2 separate regions of the Mus musculus genome follow, and region 2 is linked to region 1. Evidence: chromatin contacts called from public HiChIP or PLAC-seq data. All regions are on one chromosome and are shown on one strand. The core of a region is the stretch at or near the end of the contact, and the rest is flanking DNA. Distances in the headings are between cores, read along the strand shown. Region 1 overlaps Amotl2 (angiomotin-like 2). Region 2 overlaps Slco2a1 (solute carrier organic anion transporter family, member 2a1).

Evidence for each region. HiChIP or PLAC-seq counts read pairs in DNA pulled down with a chosen protein or histone mark.
Region 2: a FOXA1 HiChIP or PLAC-seq map of pancreatic cancer cells shows a contact between it and region 1. The contact joins two enhancer-like sites. A contact is called at or near these places in 1 of 484 Hi-C or Micro-C datasets (muscle stem cells) and 2 of 115 datasets of contacts at active chromatin or transcription factors (embryonic stem cells and pancreatic cancer cells).

What each region holds. Positions count from the first base shown.
Region 1 is chr9:102,729,103-102,733,883 of GRCm38.p6, reverse strand. Amotl2 (angiomotin-like 2) reads right to left here. Exons shown (of 10, transcript NM_019764.2): 7 at 4,306-4,616; 8 at 3,708-3,916; 9 at 2,915-3,091; 10 at 467-2,236. The coding sequence ends at 2,178. Among named protein-coding and RNA genes, the nearest start is that of Gm5627, 8.2 kb to the left of the region's middle. Within about 2 kb of position 2,478, at least 57 of the 459 cell types and tissues checked have an H3K27ac peak or open chromatin away from gene starts, as enhancers often do. A contact at or near this core is called in pancreatic cancer cells, where this site is marked.
Region 2 is chr9:103,076,811-103,081,608 of GRCm38.p6, reverse strand. Slco2a1 (solute carrier organic anion transporter family, member 2a1) reads right to left here. Exons shown (of 14, transcript NM_033314.4): 10 at 4,520-4,685; 11 at 1,997-2,160. Among named protein-coding and RNA genes, the nearest start is that of Rab6b, 33 kb to the left of the region's middle. Within about 2 kb of position 2,993, at least 35 of the 459 cell types and tissues checked have an H3K27ac peak or open chromatin away from gene starts, as enhancers often do. A contact at or near this core is called in pancreatic cancer cells, where this site is marked.

The DNA.
Region 1 (4,781 bases), core at 1,229-3,728:
TACTGTGCATGGACCCAGTGGGAGGGTCCACATGGTACGTGCATCCTTTAACAGGGCTGTGTGCACTGAATGAGAGGGTAGAGGGGGTAATGTGTCAGACTTATGCCTACTGTACAGCAGCCAAGATCAAAACTGGTTACCCTCAGATGATCTCTGTGTCACCATAGGCTGAGTGTGGTGGCAGGGGCAGCCATGTCGTTTAAACTGTTCTTAATAACACTTTACACAATCTCTAGTTGGACGTGTCACGTGACCTTGGAGGGAGTAGACCTGGGTGACCCCTCAAAATCTTCACACTCTTTTTCTTCATCCTTGCAGATGACCAGTCTGGTAGCTGGGGGTGGTGGCACACACCTGTAAATCCACCGTAGGAAAGGAGGCTGAGGTGGGAGAATTTCTGGTTTGAGGGCAACTTAGAGGCTCAAACCTAGGTTGTGTCTCAACCAATAGACAGACAGACAGACATCTCCTTATAAGCTCTTTTTTTATTAAAATACTGTCATACCTGGCGGAATGCAGCAGCAATCCTGGTACAGAGTGGCGTAACAAAACAGCCATGTTTACACTTTAAATATTCATGATAACTTAAACACACAGACACACGTCATGGTCTTTGGCAGAAAACGTTCACAGCACAAAAAAAATACTTTAAAAGAAATACCAAATATTAATCCAAAATATATTAAGTTGTTTTTTTTTTCCTTTCACAATATTTTTTTGCCTTCTTTTCCCCCTCCTTTTTTTTTAAAAACTTTTATCTTTGTAAACAACGTACATGAACCAGATGTATTTCTCAGCTTTACATAGGGGAAAGGGAATTAAAAAAATACGCAATTGCCCAGCAAATGCAAATGTTTAAAAAGGAAATGCAGAGAGAACTATGGGAATGGAACAAACAACAGACAGAACTTCAAACAGTGAAAGAAAAACAAACAAAACAACCAGAGGAGAAAAACACAAAAGATCTGAAATCCACCAATCGCTTTTTGAGCTGAATGGGGGTTGCTTTAAGACCAGAAGTCAAAGTCACTGCTGCTGGTGGTCTGCCACGTGGGGGTAGTTCACCTAATTCCAAGTAGCTGGCCCTGCTTCAGGGCTGGGGCACCAAAACTTGAGGAGCCAGCCTCTAAGGGTGCCATTCTGTGGTGGGGGCACCATAATGAGGACTTTTCTTTAAGTTCACTGATTCGTTTTAACAACATAGCTCCCTCTCCCAGTCCCTGCTGGTGGGAACGAATACATTTATGAGAACAACTTCTCCAGTTTCTTCAAAGAGAACCTGGTGCTGGGCATGACAGATGTCCGCTTGTGGTGGCTCATCACATCTGGCTCAGTTTATAACCAAACTGACAGGATGTCCCAGGGATAGGAGCTGTGGAGCCATTCACAAAGGCTGGTGATAAGAATCCCATGGGCACGAAACACAGGGATTTAAAAAGCAGAGGAAAGCCAACCAGTATCAAAATCCACAGCCAGGAACTGCAGGCAGAGGAACATCTGGTAGACCTGTCACATGTTTCAAGAACTGTGGCAGCAGGGGCAGGCAGCACAGCCCTGGAGGAGACTCTGAACCGGCACGCTTAGTCTTCTGTTCCCAAGGAAAAAGAATTATATACAAAACACACTGCTCTGCGGGGCCTCTCAAGTGACCTCTAACCTACTCCAAGGGGACATGCTGGTGGCTCCCGAAAGACTCACACTCCCATCGTCCCCCACCTCCCAAGGATTCAAGTCTTAGTGATCTGAGGAAGTCAGTCAGGGACTGAAGAGCAGATAGTGTTGGCTGGAGCCATGCTTAGCCACAGAACACCATAGCTGGCCTAACGATCCCTGCAGACCGCTCGGCTGGTGCCCAGCCATTCTTGGGCGTCAGAATCCGCTGTTTCCTTCAGGCAGGACGGAGGGGGCTCAGCTCCTTTCTGCCCCAGCAACAGGCCTCCGGCTGCAGGTGATGTCTGGCTTTTCCTTCCTCATTGTCATAGGAGAAATATAGGCCAAAAAGCAGTCTTCTAGGGGGTGCAGGCTTTTCTAGCTAGCTCCCCTGGGGTGCTCCTCTCTGAGCCCCATGCACCAAGGCATCACTGGTCGGAGGATGTGAGGCACAGCATTTGAAGACAACTGCCGGAATGCCAGGAGGGAGCCAGGCTTCGGGGTCCCCAAGGCACTGCCTCCTTCCTTCAGATCAGTATTTCTACCATGTCTGACAGATCCTGGACTCTGGTTGCAGCTATAGAGTCTGGAGAAAAAACAAGAAGACAAGTGTATGCTGTCAGTACTATCCACTTGTTCTCCTCAGCTCCCAACACAGGGTCTTTTTTAAACAAGACCCCCTCCCCTAAGCTGCCTCAGCCCTTAGGTTCCTCTTCCCTTGATCAACTAAGCACAAGGCTGTGCCCCCTCCCCTCTGCCGAGGAAGCCCATGCCTGTGTTTAGACTCTGAACTAGCTTGAATGATCAGTGGAAGGGTGCTCCCAGGGTTAGAAGCAGGCTGTAGCGTTCCTGTCATGCCTGTGGTTTTTCTGAGATCATGGGGCACACACAGGCAGCTATGCAAGGGCAAATGTGAAACAAGAGTAGAAAGAGAAAAGGCTTAGTTCCTCCTTTCTGGGCTCTTCCAAATAGCTTCCCAACCCAAGATCACCATTGAGTTCACTTGTCAAGCTCCTGGACTGACAGGAGGATGTGAGGGCAACTCTGGAGGAGTTAGAGTGCTTCCTGTTGCGTTGCCTTCTTTCTGAAATGGCTCGATGGCCCTGCCTCCCATTGAGACAACTTCCAACAACCCTCAGTTCGCTACGGTGGGGCTTTCCACAGTGGATGAGTTTGCGGAAACGTGGGGAAAACAGGGCCCATGCGTTCCAGTTTGCACCTCTACCATGTTCCCAACCCTCATCTAACCAAGTGGGGTGCTTACCCAGAGAGGGTGTCCTCTGGCTACTGTTGCACCCCAGGAGGCCATCGGGTTCTGAGGCCAAGCAGGCAGAGGTGTTGTCTGCAGGGCCATCCGTCTGGGTGCTCCCGTCTCTGCTGCCATGTTTGGTGTGGGCAGGGAGAGGAGCTGTGGCCGGAGGCTCCTCTGCTGGGACCCGGTCTGTAAGAAAGAATGGACACTGATGGGTACAGCTTGATGTAGGAGACACGGTCCCAATGGAGGACACCCCAAGCAAACTTGGTGGACTGGGTAGTTCTTAATTTGCAAGCTGTCTAATAGAATGAAAAGACTCCTCTTTTTTTTTGTTTTTTTGTTTTTTTTCGAGACAGGGTTTTTCTGTATAGCCCTGGCTGTACTGGAACTCACTTTGTAGACCAGGCTGGGCTCGAACTCAGAAATCCGCCTGCCTCTGCCTCCCGAGTGCTGGGATTAAAGGCGTGCGCCACCACGCCCAGCAAGACTCCTCTTTTAAAATAGGAATAAATGGGGTCAGGATAGGCATCAATGTTCTGTGGCCCTTCTTTGTAGCTGGAATCTAGGATTTCTTAGTATTTGCTCAGGAACACCCTTGCCTAGATCTATCTGTATCCAGCATCCATCCACTCTACTAGCAGGACCCATGTAGGTTGCAGTCACGGGAGCCAAAGGCTAAACCCGATCCCTTAGAAGAGGGGGTCAGGAAGCCCTGGTCTCAGTGGGCGTGTATTCTGAGAGTCTGGTAATATGCATTCCAAAATTCCTACCCCTTTCCCTCCCACACCAAGCCTCCTCATACCTCCCGCTGGCCGTGCATCAGTTTGCCGCTCACTGGATACGAGCCCTTGCCAGCCCTGAGTTCCCACTGCAGCCGCGAAGATGGACGGCACCGACTTGGCAGGCCGTAGGGTGCCCTGGGTGGCCTTGCCAGGGTCTTTCCTGGAGCGCTGCTGAAGGACCTTGATCACCGCATCCTTCTCTAGGATCTGAGCATGGAGCACCTTCAATCTGTCAGGGAGGAGGTCACACTGTCAGACCCACAGGCTCAGCTCCTCCAGCCCACCCACCTCACAGAAGTTGCAAAGAAACCCAGACATCTCTCCCTGGGGCAGGCAGGACCTCTTGGCCTTGGAAGCCCACCTATTATTGCAAGACTCAGATGAAGATCTCTTACAGAGAAGGAGAAGTGGCCAGAGCTTAGGAGGTACCCACCCACCTCCAGCCTGCGAATACCAGGGATTCACTCAGGGAAACAATTGTCTATAATTTCTGGAATGTCAAACATACAGAGCTGCTATGGGTGGGGCCTATTTACCAGGGACAAAGGACACTGGGAAGAGACTGGGTAGCACCGTTCCACCCCTGACCGCAGATACCCCTGCCTGACCCTGTGGTACCTGCTCTCCATCTCCTGGTGCCTGTGGTTGCCTGGCAGCAGGCCCTCGTTGAAACTGCTGCTGGGCGAGGGCTGGGGGGAGTGCCGGATGAGAGTGGTATCGCGCTGGGCAGCCGCAGTGGCAGCCGCGTCCATGGCGAACTGCCTCATAGCCCGTTCTTCCAAATACTTCTGTTCCCACTTGGTCATGTCCGCCTCTAGAGCCAGGATCTGTTCCTCCTTCTCCCGCAGCTGTTCAGACAGCCGCAGGGCACTGAGCTCGGCGGACCCACCATGGCTGCCGCCACCACCTGCGAGGGTGCCTGTCTGCCTCTGTAGAGCAAGGAATAGCATGGTCAAGGGTAAAGGCTGGCACGAGGGGGACTTTGTTCCTCAGGCTCACATGAAGTCTCTCACATGCATCCCTCTGTTCAGTCATGGACAGCACATACAGACAGCCCTTCCTACTTCCACCCAGAGATATAGGGAATAGCAAAA
Region 2 (4,798 bases), core at 1,744-4,243, 350 kb before region 1:
CTCCCTAGAGAGCTGCCACCTCAACTGGAGAGTGAAAAGGGGGTTGGCATCTGACACACAGGGTTGAGGAGCTCAGAGCAGTGGTAGAAGCGCCTGCTGTGTGACCAGACTCTGGCTTCTCCACGTTTTCACACCACATACTCCTGGCTGGGTGATTATCATTTGGAAAAGAATTTGGAGCCGAGGACAGAGTGGAAAAGAACTCAAAAGTGGCCTCCAGATCATTCCATATTATCTTACAACCATTGCCAAAGTTAGTCGGCATCTGAGAGACATCCCCAGGGGGATGACCCAGTGAAGGGAGGCTCTTTGGAGTTCAAGTAGGAGAAAGAGGGACCATGTGGGATCTCCCAGTGGACAGTGCCTGGAATTCCAGTTGAATGGATGTTCTTTCCCTCTGTATCAGCTTGTCTCCAATGGCCCGATCCATAATGGATGACTTCGATGGCCAATCTTCATTGCTAACGTATGGATCTGGAATGACCTGGGAAACAAATCTCTTGGTGTATCCATGAAGATGTATCCTGAGGGATTTGACTAAGTTGGGAGGACGTAATCCTGAATGTTCATGGTACTATTTAGTAGTTTGAGGTTCTGGGATGAATGGAAAGAGACTAGACTTGGATAGAGTAAAATACATGTGCTAACCAAGTGCTCTGTTACTAAGCTACATTATTGACATGGCAGCTGGTCCTTCCTCATTGCTTAGCCTTCTGGAGAGATAGGTCCTAATCAATATGGAGAACACCAGCCCCCATGTCTTTTCTGAGGTAGGGCAGTGGTCTTCAACCTTCCTAAGGTTGCGACCCTTTAATACAGTTCCTTATGCTGTGGTGAGCCTCCCAACCACTAAATTATTTCGTTGTTACTTCCTAATTTTAATTTTGCTAATGTTATGAATTGTAATGTAAATTCTGTGTTTTCTGATGGTCGTAGTAGGCAACCCCTGTGAAAGAGTCAGTCAACCCCCAAAGGGATTGTTACTCAAACATTGAGAACCTTGTAAGGTAGGGTCTCATATTGCTTAGGCTGGCTTGTAACTTACTATCTAGGCAAAGAAGACCTTGAACTCTTGGTTCTCCTACTTCCAAGCACTAGATTTATAGATGACACCACCACGCCCAGCAGAGGAGCTTCTGTTTACGAAGCGATTGACCTTGTAATTGCTCACACTCACACTTGGAGGTGGGTATCACTATCTTCCTTTCATAGTCAAGGAAACTGGGAGTCATGAGGTCAGGCAACACCCAAGACACTCAAGTAGAGACTTTTAATCTGATAGGGAGTTTTCAACCTTTGTGTTTCTCCTTCTCTGCTTTCCAAGTAAGCTGATGGGGCTGGATGGGAGGTCAGAGAGGCAGGCAGGAGGTGGTTAGATGAACTTGGGTGAGATTTCTTTTCTTTTTTCTTTTTCTTTTCTTACATTTTCCTTCTTGGTAGAATGAGAAGAGGGAACGCTCTCTATTAAAAACCAGACACTTCTCTTGACCCCACCCTGGTTCCTGGTCCCTTGTCCCTCCACTCTGAGCACTGAGTCCCCAGTCTCCTGCAAATTTCACGTTTTCAGCCCTTTCTCACAGTGTTCGCTTTGCTTCTGGAACTTTCCTCAGTTTCTGACTTGCTGATTTCTCCTCTTTTAATATTGAAGAACAAGTGAATCTTTACCCACAGCCTGTCTTGAACCTGCGGCTCAACCTTTCGACAGTTCCACCATCCCGGGCTATGATTTAACTTCCCACAAATAAAGATGGGGGTGCCAACAGGGCCTATGTTTCATGGATACTAGGAGCCTGGGCCAGGCTTCCCTACCAGGAGCTCCTCCTGGGACAGGGAACTCCTGCCATCAGTGTACCTATTGTCTTCTCACCATTAGACACTTGTAGGTTGCTGTTAAGACTCCCCAGTTAAGGGAGGAGAGACTCTGAGTAGGAGACAGGATGTACTGTCAAAGAGAGGGTGTGGAAGCAGCAGCCAGAGGCTCAGAGATTTCACTCACCGTAGGACCATCATGTAGAGGGGGTTGTGGGAGACGCAGGCAATGAGTGCCACAAAGGAGATGAGGAAGATGGACGGGAGCAGCAGCTGTGCACAGGATGTAGGGCAGGAGCCTGTCTTGGCCGATGCGGATCCTCCAGTCACACAGCTACAGTTCAAATAGATCTTGAAGAACAGGAGGGGCCACGTCATGATTTAACCTCTGTATGTTTCACATATCCACACTGCCTCCCTCTAATATGAACGAATCCCTCTGCCCTCCCTTCAGCCCTCCAGGGATGGAGGAAAAGCTAGGATTCAAAGACTGAAGAGGTCAGATGAGGGTTTTAGAGTGCCCCATGGGGTCCTGGCTCTTTCACTTTGGGGACATTAGAAATGGTCTTCACGGTCTGGAGAGATGGCTCGGCGGTTAAGAGCACTGACTGCTCTTCCAGAGGTTCTGAGTTCAATTCCCAGCAACCATATGGTGGCTCACAACCATCTGTAATGAGACCTGATGCCCTCTTCTGGTGTGTCTGAAGAGAGTGACAGTGCACTCACATGCATAAAATAAATAAACAAATCTTTAAAATAAAAAAAAGAAAGAAATGGTCTTCACCAAGAGTCCAGCATGGGATGAACTCCTGCAGTCTTCCAACATCTGAATGCCCAAGATCCCATCACCAGGCAAAGCACCCTCATCAGCTCAGCGCCTGGAACCTGGGAGCTCTCCTCCCGGTCCAGCCCGCTCTAGTGGTTGCGCAAGTTGTTATGGGAGAAGGTATGTTCCGGGAGTAGAGGAAACAATAACAGAGTCTCTTGAATGCTCTGTAGCACTCCCCACTGAAGAGGTGTACTTTGACCTAAGAAGAGCCCCCAGAGGAGGACCCTGCCTCATCATAATTCTATGTGGCTCAACACTGCTGTTCGACTCATTTGGCGGCCACCGTTCATCTGGTCATCTTTGCCTTCCCTCCTTGCAGTGGCTGATGGCCCAGCCTATGATGACGTTGGTGTCAGAGCTGTTATGGGGCTGAGCCAACTAATGAGCTAGAGGAGGCCTCCCTCTGTCAGTCAGTGGGACTGTGGCCCTCAAGCTCAGAAGTTCCTAACACACGATATTGCCGTAACCTCCCGCAATCTGGATCTTAAAATACTAAGACTTTATCCCCCTTATAATTTATTATTTTTTCCCTTGCTATCATGGTAATGGATTTTGTCTTGATGTACTTGTGCTGTTATTGGAAGCTTGTCAAGATTATTTCTGGAAGTAGATGAGTCAGCGGAGAGTAAATAAAGATAAGAAAACCACAGAAGCCACCACTCTTCCAGTTAAGAGGCAAACTAAGGGGCCATCTTGTCTTAGCTCCTCACCCTTCTCTACCTGAGAGCCAAGGGCCTTTGCCCATAGTGACAGACAGGGGAAGCTTTTTTCTGTGACCTCGCAAGAGGTGGTAAGTGGGGGCTAGCCTGGCCCATGGCCAACACACATGGCCGACACACAGGTGCATTCTTCCTATGGGGGCATCCTATAGTAATGACATAGACGTTCCATTGTTCTCATCAGAGGGAGTTAAGAGGGGAAATAATCTCCCTCCTAAGTCTGGCTTGCCTGGCCCTGCCCAGCTCTGGACCTGTTGATCCCTTGTCCCGATAGCTGTGACACTTGTCGCTTAGCGCCGACCAGGCCTTTCCTCAGCTTCTCTGGTGCACTGGCACCTGTGCTTCCCTCGAGTGCAATGGGCTTCCAGGTTTCCATAGGATTCTTCTGGTCTTTGCTCAAGGGTAAGTCACCTCAGGAAGTCCCTCAGCATTTATCGTGTGCATTTATCGGACTGGATGTAAACTGTGAGACCAGGGCTTTTGGTTGACATGGTGGCTGCACACATGGATTTCTGACTAAGAGACAAACCTGGAGGAGGCATTTGCTGTTTCCTGATCCCAGAAGGCCTGGGGTCACTGTCCTCACATATTGTCAGACAAGTCCCCATAGGTCTAGGTCTAAGAAGGAGACACATGGCCTTGAAGACCAGGTGAAGAGAGATTTTGTTTCTAATCCTAGATTTGAACTTAATTTCATGGCTTCAGGCCAACTCTGTGGCACTCCTGGGAGAGGAGGGCTTGAAACGACTGCTGCTCCCAGCACTGGCCTCTAAGGTCCAAGTCACAGGGGACCCTCTGCTCTCAGGCCATGTGACTCTGTAATATGGCCTGAACCCAGAACCCAGAACCCAGAAGTTCCCCCCTGCCACAGGGAGCCATTAGTATCAGTCACAAGTTTCCGCTGAGAGCGACTGCTCGGACTTGTTTCTGTTGTTTTGCCAAGTTCCCAAGAATGAACTCGTTGGTCTCCAGCCAATCTTTAACTGACTTTGGGCTGTGGGCATCTGGTCATGACCCCGGGGCAGAGAAGGATGAGAGATGGTGGAGGGGGCTAAGACGCTGATACTGACGGCCAAGGAACGGTTTTTGAGGTGACACACTGAGCCCCAAAGCTCCATGTGGTTCTGTCGACCCCTGTGACCCCCTTCGTCGTTGTCCTTACTGGTTGCTTAGAAGCTGCTGAGCTCACGTTGAGGCTGCTGCAGCCAGCATGGCAGGGGGAGAGGTACTCGACTCCATTGTCTCCGCAGACAGGGTGGAAGACGGAATCTGGGCACAGGCAGTCCCTGCGGCAGGCGGGAGGCTGCGGATGTATAGAACTTGGTGTGCTGCCAGGCGAGACAGGAAGAGAAGAGAATCAAACAAAGCAAGACCAAGAAACAGCACCACACTCCAGCCCAGCACGAGGTCCTGGCCTGGCTGATGTGCCTGCATACCCCCG